Regions from separate parts of the Rattus norvegicus genome. Here region 1 is linked to region 2. The links are chromatin contacts, called in public Hi-C maps. All regions are on one chromosome and are shown on one strand. Each heading gives the region's core, a stretch centred on a gene start, on an enhancer-like site or on the middle of the called end of the contact. The rest is flanking DNA. Distances are from core to core; before and after follow the strand shown. Region 1 overlaps LOC108351048. Region 2 overlaps Vwa5b1 (von Willebrand factor A domain containing 5B1).

Region 1 (4,279 bases), core at 729-3,228, 110 kb after region 2:
CCACCACCACCATCACCACCACCACCACCATCACCACCTCCTCCACCACCACCACCACCACCACCACCACCACCACCAGCACTACCACTATCATCACCACCACCAACAACAACACTATCATCACCACCAGCAGCAACAATACGTACCCACCACCATCACCTCCACTACCACAATCACACTGTGCAGCTCTCAAACACCCTTTGAGAAGCTAGACATCTTTGGCATCCCTGCCTGGAAATCCTAAACTGACTAGGGAACAGCCACTAAGTGCCTGCTGTGTAGGAGGTGTGTCCTCTCTGCTCTGCCCTTTGGGGGCCACAGTCAACTCAGAAGTGAGTTTGAGTCAGGAAGACTTGGGTTTCAGTGCTGCTGCTGTATTCCATGGCTGGGTGAAGTAGCTATGTCCCTGAGGCCACATGGCTGAGTTCGAACTGGAGTCCTCGGGGCTGCAAGAGCTCTGTGGTAGCCAGCTAAGGTGTGCACAGGCCTGGTGGTGGGAGAACCTAAACCTGAGTGTGAGCTTGTGGGAGACTGGAGGCTAAGGGAGTGTGGGGCCTGAGTGCATTGGAACTGTCCTGAGTCACACAGTGAGAGGCAGGATGCACGGGGGCACACCAACACACCAATGTGTGCCTCTGAGAAGGAGTCCTTCCCTGGCTTTAGGGACACTAAAGAGACCTCTGAGTCCTGTTATCCAACTCTGCAATGTTGATGACTGTCGCCCCCATCCACTGTTGATACGGAAGTCCTTCATACCGAGCCTCGGGTGCTTAATACTGGTAGCTGTAGCCAGAGAGAGTCTGAACTTGGCCCTGTGAGAGTTTTACTTTAATCAAAGCCAGTTAGCCAGGCAAGAGTCCCGCCCCTCCTGCTTTGTACCTATTAGCCAATGATGTCAGATTCTGAAGTTGAGCTCCCACCAACGGGATGAGATGCAGTCACTATGGACCAGAGAAAAAAGACAAAAAGCCTTCTTGCTAGTGAGGCTGCTTCAGATTCTAGTAACCCCATTTGCTATGCTGAGGAGAGAACAAGCCCTTGTTTTAAATGCCAGTGGCTCTATTAAATGACTTAGCACCTCAGGGCTAAGTGTCTTAATCCTATATGATGCCTAGCAACCAACACTCATTAGATTGTGTTCTCCTCCTGGACCCCTCCTCAACTGGGCTGTATCTATTGCCTTAAACCTTCCTTCTTCAAGCACCCCTGTGCCCAATATCAGCATCATCCTTCAGGGAATATGAAGGGGGACCCGTATGTATTTGAGCTTGGTGGTGAACGTGTAATCGTTTCCACACATTGGATCTGAAGTCTTAATTCCTATTACTGAGGGTATCGGTGACTGATGGCTGCCAGTGGGTCCCCTCAATGACCCTTTGCCTCAGCAGGGTTGGATGAGACCTTCCTCGTGGCTGCACGGCAGTGCAGTTTCTCCTGTGCATTTCTGAGGGCTGCTCTCTTCGTGCAACTATGATCAAGGGCACACTGTTCCACGAACCCTGAACAAATCAGTCTCAGGGAATCCGACCTTGGAGAAAATCCCATATTGTACGTTGGCAATGCCAGTGCTCGAAACCTGAATGTGAGCCTCCTCACAGGAGATGGCAGAGAACGGTGGGGAAGCCACACAGCTATCGGAATTCTATACGTGTCTGTGTCATTTACAGCGGTGTGGTGTTTCGTACTAATCTTGGATCTCAGTATTTGGAATGTAAGTGTAATACTAAGGAAGGCATTGACAGAGGTGACTTCCATCGTGTCCTGGGATAGACTCTGGCACATTGTAGCAGGCAGTGGCGCTTGTGGGTCAGGAGTAGCACCTGCTGAGCATTTCTCTGTCTCCCAGTTTTCTTGGACTCCGTGAAATCACACTCTCTTGATGCAGCCACTTTTTTTCCCACACGTATTCTCCGCTCTGTTGGCTTCTCTTCCCTCTCTGTCCCCTAAATTTAGACCTTCTCCAGGCTGTGCTCTTTTCTTTTCACTGTCCCCCAACAACTCCCCTCCCCAGGCTCCTCCACACCACCACCACAGCAGACAACCTGCCCCCGGGGCCAATGGGTAGCCCTGGTGGGCACGTGTGTGGGAGAAGTGACACAGCTACCAAGATGGGTAAGCCCACTTAGTCATTTGCATAAACACTCATAGCATTTCCCTTTTGGGCTGCTGCAAAAGCCAGCCTGTCGGAGCTTTGAGAGTGTCTGCAATCTTCTTTTCGACCCTTGCCCTTGAATAAGGGCACTGGGCAGCCCCTGAGTAGTGCAGCGGTTCGAGGCTGATAACGGAGAGAACGTGAGAGGAGGCAGAGAGGTGGCAACAACTGTTGAGGTCCTGTCACAGGAGGCAGGAGAAGAAATTCTGGGGACATCCCAGAACAATGAGCAGAGAGTCATTGCTCTCCGCTAAAGACCTCGGATGTCAGGTGTTGACATCTGTACTCTAAGGTCTCCAGGATTGCACAGGATCCGTGGAAATGAAGGGTGGAAATGGTCATTAGCCAGTGTCTGTTACTATAACAAAATGCCTGAGATAATCAACTTCGTTTTGTCTCCTGGTTTCAGGGAGGGGGTCTGCTTGTGGTCATGTGACCCCATTTCTTCCGGTTGTGACACAGTTGAGAACATTTGGCTTGAAGAGGAGGTCTGTTCACCTTATGGAGCCCTCAGTGAGCTGTGACCTAGTTCCCTTCCAGAAGGGCCCGGCTACCAAAGCTTCCACCTCCTCCTGTCATTGCCATGGGCGGGGCCAAAGACCAAGGCGAACTTCTGAACCTCCTGCCTCTACCTCCTAAGTCTAGGGTTATAGGTGTGGGCCACCATGCCTGGTTTGTGCAGTACTGGGGACCCAGTCCAGGGCTTTGTATACAACAGACAAGCACCCTTCCTGCTGAGCCACATCCCCAACCTAGGACCAACCTTTTAAAATAAAGATCTTTGGGTGGAGATCCGAACCACAGACGAGAAATTCTAACGGGTCCACACTTGCAGCTGAACAGAGCTGAGTGTGGTGCTGTGTTCGGTAGCACAATAGGGCGGAGTGTCTATAATTAACGGTGATGCATTGCTTAAAATATCTAGAAGGGAGACTTTGTTTACAATACAGAGAAATGATGCATGTTTGAGGCGGGAGATGTGTTCATTAGCCCAACTCAGCTTTCACATTTTGCACACTTGCACAGGGACACCACACTGTATCTCTTCAATTACCTATTGAAGGTACAATACCTTCAATTACACACATTATATATTTATTTTTGAATGAAATTCTACTGATGGGCTGTGCTTTGGATTGAGTTGATCTATAAGGAACCAGTGGGGGAAAGTCGGTTCTATCTTCAGAGGTTAAGAACTAAGAACACAACTGAAGGAGGAAAGGGGAGGGTGGGGGAAGGAGAAGATGCTTCAGGGAATGGAGAGGAAAAGAGGAGGGGGAGGGGAGGGAGAGGAGAAGGGGGCAGAGAAGAGGGAAGAGGAGACGGGGGAGGGGAGACTAACATCTATTAGTCCTTACTCCTCCCCTAGTGGAAAACATTTCTTCTTTAATAGTCACAAAGCCTTGTGAGGACACACTTCATTCTAGTTTTACAGATAGGAGAACAGATTTTTTTTCCCTAAATCTTAGGAGGGTGTCTTAGTTAGGGTTTTACTGCTGTGAACAGACACCATGACCAAAGCAACTCTTCTAAGAGCAACATTTAACTGGGGCTGGCTTACAGGTTCGTAGATTCAGTTCATTATCATCAAGGCGGGAACATGGCAGCATCCAGGCAGGCATGGTGCAGAGGGAGCTGAGAGTTCTACATCTTCATCTGAAGGCTGTCAGCAGAATATGGCTTCTAGGCAGCTAGGATGAGGGTCTTAAAGCCCACCCTCACAGTGACACACCTACTCCAGCAAGGCCACACCTCTAAATAGTGCCACTTCCTGGGCCAAACATTTACAAACCATGACAAAGGGTCTGCCCCAAAGCCTGTGGTCTTCGGCCTACCTCATCCCACTAGAGGAGCTGGGAGGTAGAAGGGTAGGACATTCCAGTACCATAAATGTTTTAAACTTATCTTTTGGGGTTGGGGCATGTACGGTCATGGTGCCCCTGTGGAAGTCAGAGGACACTTCTGGGAATCAGTTCTCTCCTTCCACCATGTGTGCTTCAGGGATAGAACTTGAGTCATCTGGCTTGGAGGCTTGCACCTTCCCCTCCCACCAGTCCCAGATAATCTGTAACCAGTTTAAGATTTCAATTCTCACAAGACGGGACCGACAAGGCATGCCAAACAGTA
Region 2 (4,080 bases), core at 198-2,697:
CAGCTGACTGTGTGGAAGTCATTGGGACTGGTGTGAGTGGGCAGGATCTAGGCTAGGTCTAGGGGTCCTGTGGGAAAGGTTTGACCTCAGAGGATCTCCTACCACTGTTGGCTATCCAGAACCAGACATGGATCACTGAAGAGAAATGCTGGCTATGAGGGAGCACAGGGGTGGGAGAGTATAGGAGCACTGGTAGGAGAGGAGGACACAGGAAGAGAGGAGGATGGGTCACCAGGAGAGTGGAAAAGATGGAGGAGGCCGGGGCTGAGGAAGGGAGGGCACCTCAGGTTGAGGATGCAGCCCCAAGCTCCATTTAATGTGGGGTGAGACATGGTGTAGCGTGGGCTCCGGGAAACAGTTAGTGGTATGGAGATGGAGCCTTGACCTCCGCAGGGGTGTTATAAGGGTCAGAGGCAGGGGAGGAGGGGTGCATAGTGTGGAGCTAGTTGATGAGGCTAGCCTAGGGCTAACCTTAGGTTACTGAGACAGAGTAAGGGACTTTGAGGGGTTTGGGTGTGGGTGGGAGTTCAAAAATGAGAGAAGGGATCTTGGGCAGTAGATGTGGCGCTAGGCTTCTGGAGGGCGGGCCTCAGGGTGTGGGCGGGGCTTTGGAAAGGCACAAGTCTGGCCTCGGGCAGTGGGAAGGTCACTGTGCTGCTAAGGGGAATACCGCTATCCCCAATCCTGGTCGCTCACCCAGCTCAATCTCATCCTCGCGCTGGGCCAGATGCTCGAATTCGCGGATGATGGCGCGGGCCGCCAGGTGGTGGAAAGTCTCGCCCCACATGTCATCGTTCTGTGTGTCCTCCCTCCGCAGGGCTGGAGGTTCTAGCTCAAAGCTCACTTCCCACTGCATATGCTGGTTGTCACACACTCCTTTGACCAAAACTTTGCCCAGCACAGGGCTTGGCGTGGCGGTCCTGTAGGGAGCTTGCTCCTCTAATTCAGCCGTGGGCTCCAAGTCTGAGGATGTCTCTGGTTCCAAGGTCGAGGGAAAAGGGGGTGGCTCTGTGGCTGGAGGGACAAGAAGGCTGAAATTGAGGCTGCACAGGCAGCCATTCACAGAGAATATCATCCCTCCCCTGGGGGCAGTCACTTCTAGAAAATAGAAAGGCTTAAAGGACAGCTCCTTCCTAAAGCGCTAATGCCACACAGGGGGCTTGCGCGTGTTCCAGAGAGGGACAGATCCACCTTTCTGGAAGCCTGTCCCTGAGGGGCTGGACAGATGCGTTGGACCCAGAAAGGTTCTCAGAGCAAGACAGGCACTGGTACTCTGTCCCTGTCATCTGAAATTGGGTCACAGCCCTCCTGTTCCCTCAGACCCTGGACCTTGGACCCTTACCTAGGTCCTCAGAGCTTCGGCTGTTAAGGACAGACTTCCGGCCGGAGCCAAGACCCAGCTCTCTCACGGGGCTCCAGGCCTGGGGCTCCGGGCCAGAGAACCGCATGGGCTGGCAGCCTTGAGGAAGAAGGGAAGGCCTGCGGGCTCCAGGGCCATGAAGTCTGGGGCCCTGGCTTGGGTCATGGCCTCTGGTGAGTAGCGGCTAAGGAGGAAAGCAAGGGGAGGAGGAAGGGAGGGAGGAGAGGCAGAGGGAGGCGTGTGTGTGTGTGTGTGTGTGTGTGTGTGTGTGTGTGTGTGTGTGTGTGTGTGTGTGTAGGAGGATGGCGGGTGTGTGTGTGTGTGAGGAGGAGGATGGCGGGTGTGTGTGTGTGGAGGAGGATGGGGGGGGAGGGGGACATGGAGAGGGAGGGGATAAATAAGATGGGAGGAAGAGGAGGGGAGGGAGGAGGGAGAGGGAAGGAGGAGGGCATGGGGAGCGGAGGGGAGGGAGGGAGGGATGAGGAAAGGAAGGAGAAGGAAGGAGGAAAAAGGAGGGAGGAAGAAGAAAATTAGGAGGATGGAAAGAGGAAGAGGGGGAAAATAAAGGAGGTGAAGTTCATGTGGCAAGAGCCTCCTTCTGCTTCCCCCAACAGTTCCCTCTCTTCCCTCCTCCAACCCCCAGTGATCTCTCTCTTTCTCCACAGGTCAGGCCTCTCAGGGACCCAGGGACCCTGGACCTAGTCCCCACCACCCTTGAGAAACAGAAACCAGAAAGATTCCAGGCCATGGTCAACTCCAAAGCACAGAAAACCTCATACCACGGATAATTCCAAACCTACTTTCTTTTCTGGCAGAGAGCTTAAAACCTTTTTTGTGCGTAGTTAAAATTACCAACCTTCCCCCTACATCTATCTCCCCATATGGCATGCTTAAAAGGTCTTTCCCACCCCCAAGAAAATCTTCTAGAAGTTTTGAGTTTTTTTGGTTGTTTGTGTGTTTTAAGCCTTTGATTCATCTGGGACTTTTCCTGTAAGGAGATAGGAACTAGCTTTTACTTTGATTTCCCGAGTGCTTCAGACCTCAGCGCTGTTTACGGAATGTAGCGGGGCTCTCTGGATCTTATCAGTTCAACACACGATTCTCACAGAGCCAGCATGTGTGTTTGGTTTTGTTTGTGGACTTTACAGTCTGTTTTGATAATTTCATCTCTCTGTTCTTGGGCTTGTTATAAACAAGCCTCCGAAAGCCAAGGGGTAGATGGGAAATATCCTTGCAACATGTATGATGGAGTTCTCTCTCTCTCTCTCTCTCTCTCTCTCTCTTTTTAGAAAAAAGAAAATGCTCTTGGAATTCAGGATCCACTGAATTCTATGAAAACACAAGCTTGCTTAATGTTTTTAAATTTCTTTACCATGTGTGTTTGTGTGTAATGCAGTGCACAGAGGGCACGCACTCGAACACATGTGTGTGTGTGCGTGCACACACACATACACACACATACACACACACATACACACACACAGACACACACACACACACACACACACACACACACACATGAAAGGAGTTCTTTCATACCATGAGACTCAGGGATTGTCTCAGGTCAGGCTTCTTAGATGTCACACAACTGCAGCCCAGTGCTGGGTGACAGACCACGGCTGCCCTGATTTGTACAGCAGAGGCTACAAGACTGGGTGGCACTACCATGCTGACTCACACTAAGATCCCAGCATTGTTTACCAGCCTACCCAGACTGCCTTCCTCCTCACGACACAATCTACATGCCCAAAAGCTACACACGGGAGGGGGACTTCTTCCAAGCACAGAGAGACATCCCATCCCCCTGCCTCATGTGACCCATTGCCCTAAGCTGAGGGGGGTACCTACTTACTGCCCGGCCTATTAGCCCTCTCCAGGTGTACTCAATAAACAACTATTCTTATTCTGACCTTAAAAAGAGAAACGAATTCTCTCTCATGTAATTGGAGGGAAAATACAAAATTAGAATAGTGGGGGCCTTCATCCACAAGCAGTTCATATTGAACATATTAGCCAAGTGGAGATGCTTAGAGCCATGGCAGTTAAGACAAGTCACAATTTTTTCCATATTAGAGACAGGTAAGTAGCTAAATGTGTGACAATGCTCAGTGTGTCAGGGTCTCTTTTACAGCAGTGCACACCAGGACGACGGGCTGTGTATCACTGATTGAAGTCCATGAGCTGAGACGATGATCCTACTCTTACGAATTCGACCCCTTGGGAACCACGGGGTTGCAAGGGTCTGTGCTGTATTTGCTAATAAACATGTGCAAGCTGTGTGTGTTTGTTACAATATTGATAATCAGAGTAAAAATCTGGAAACAGTTGAGTGAGGTGGCACATGCCTTTAATCCCAGTACTTAGGATCAAGGGAAGCAGATCTCTGTGAGTTGGAAACCAGCTTGGTCTATTGTACCACGTTCCAGGCCAGCCAGGGGTACACAAAGAGAGCCTGACTTTAGGAGGAAAAAAGATCTGGAACCTACATCTCCATCAGCAGGGGAGAAGGAGTAGGTTATGGTATATCCATGTAATGGAGTATTATACAGCACTGAAAAGAAGGATTTCTTCGTACCACTGTGGGAAGATATCTGAGAAAAAAATCACCTTAAACTTATGACAGATCACACTGTCAGAGGCAGACAACTGTTCATCAGAAAGAAACCATGATTTCACTGTATATAAAGTTGAACTTAAACAACATTAAGAGGGTCAGTAAG

The links. A called contact is a pair of places that touch in the nucleus more often than the background predicts.
Region 1: a Hi-C map of frontal cortex shows a contact between it and region 2, with 2.4 times the contacts expected there. The contact joins two enhancer-like sites. A contact is called at or near these places in 3 of 12 Hi-C or Micro-C datasets (the Rat2 cell line, frontal cortex and kidney).

What each region holds. Positions count from the first base shown.
Region 1 is chr5:156,199,838-156,204,116 of GRCr8, forward strand. All of the region lies in intron 1 of LOC108351048, which reads left to right. Among named protein-coding and RNA genes, the nearest start is that of Ubxn10, 41 kb to the right of the region's middle. Within about 2 kb of position 1,979, at least 3 of the 93 cell types and tissues checked have an H3K27ac peak or open chromatin away from gene starts, as enhancers often do.
Region 2 is chr5:156,093,289-156,097,368 of GRCr8, forward strand. Vwa5b1 (von Willebrand factor A domain containing 5B1) reads right to left here. Exons shown (of 22, transcript NM_001107988.1): 15 at 1,343-1,544; 16 at 697-1,014. Among named protein-coding and RNA genes, the nearest start is that of Vwa5b1, 40 kb to the right of the region's middle. Within about 2 kb of position 1,448, at least 3 of the 93 cell types and tissues checked have an H3K27ac peak or open chromatin away from gene starts, as enhancers often do.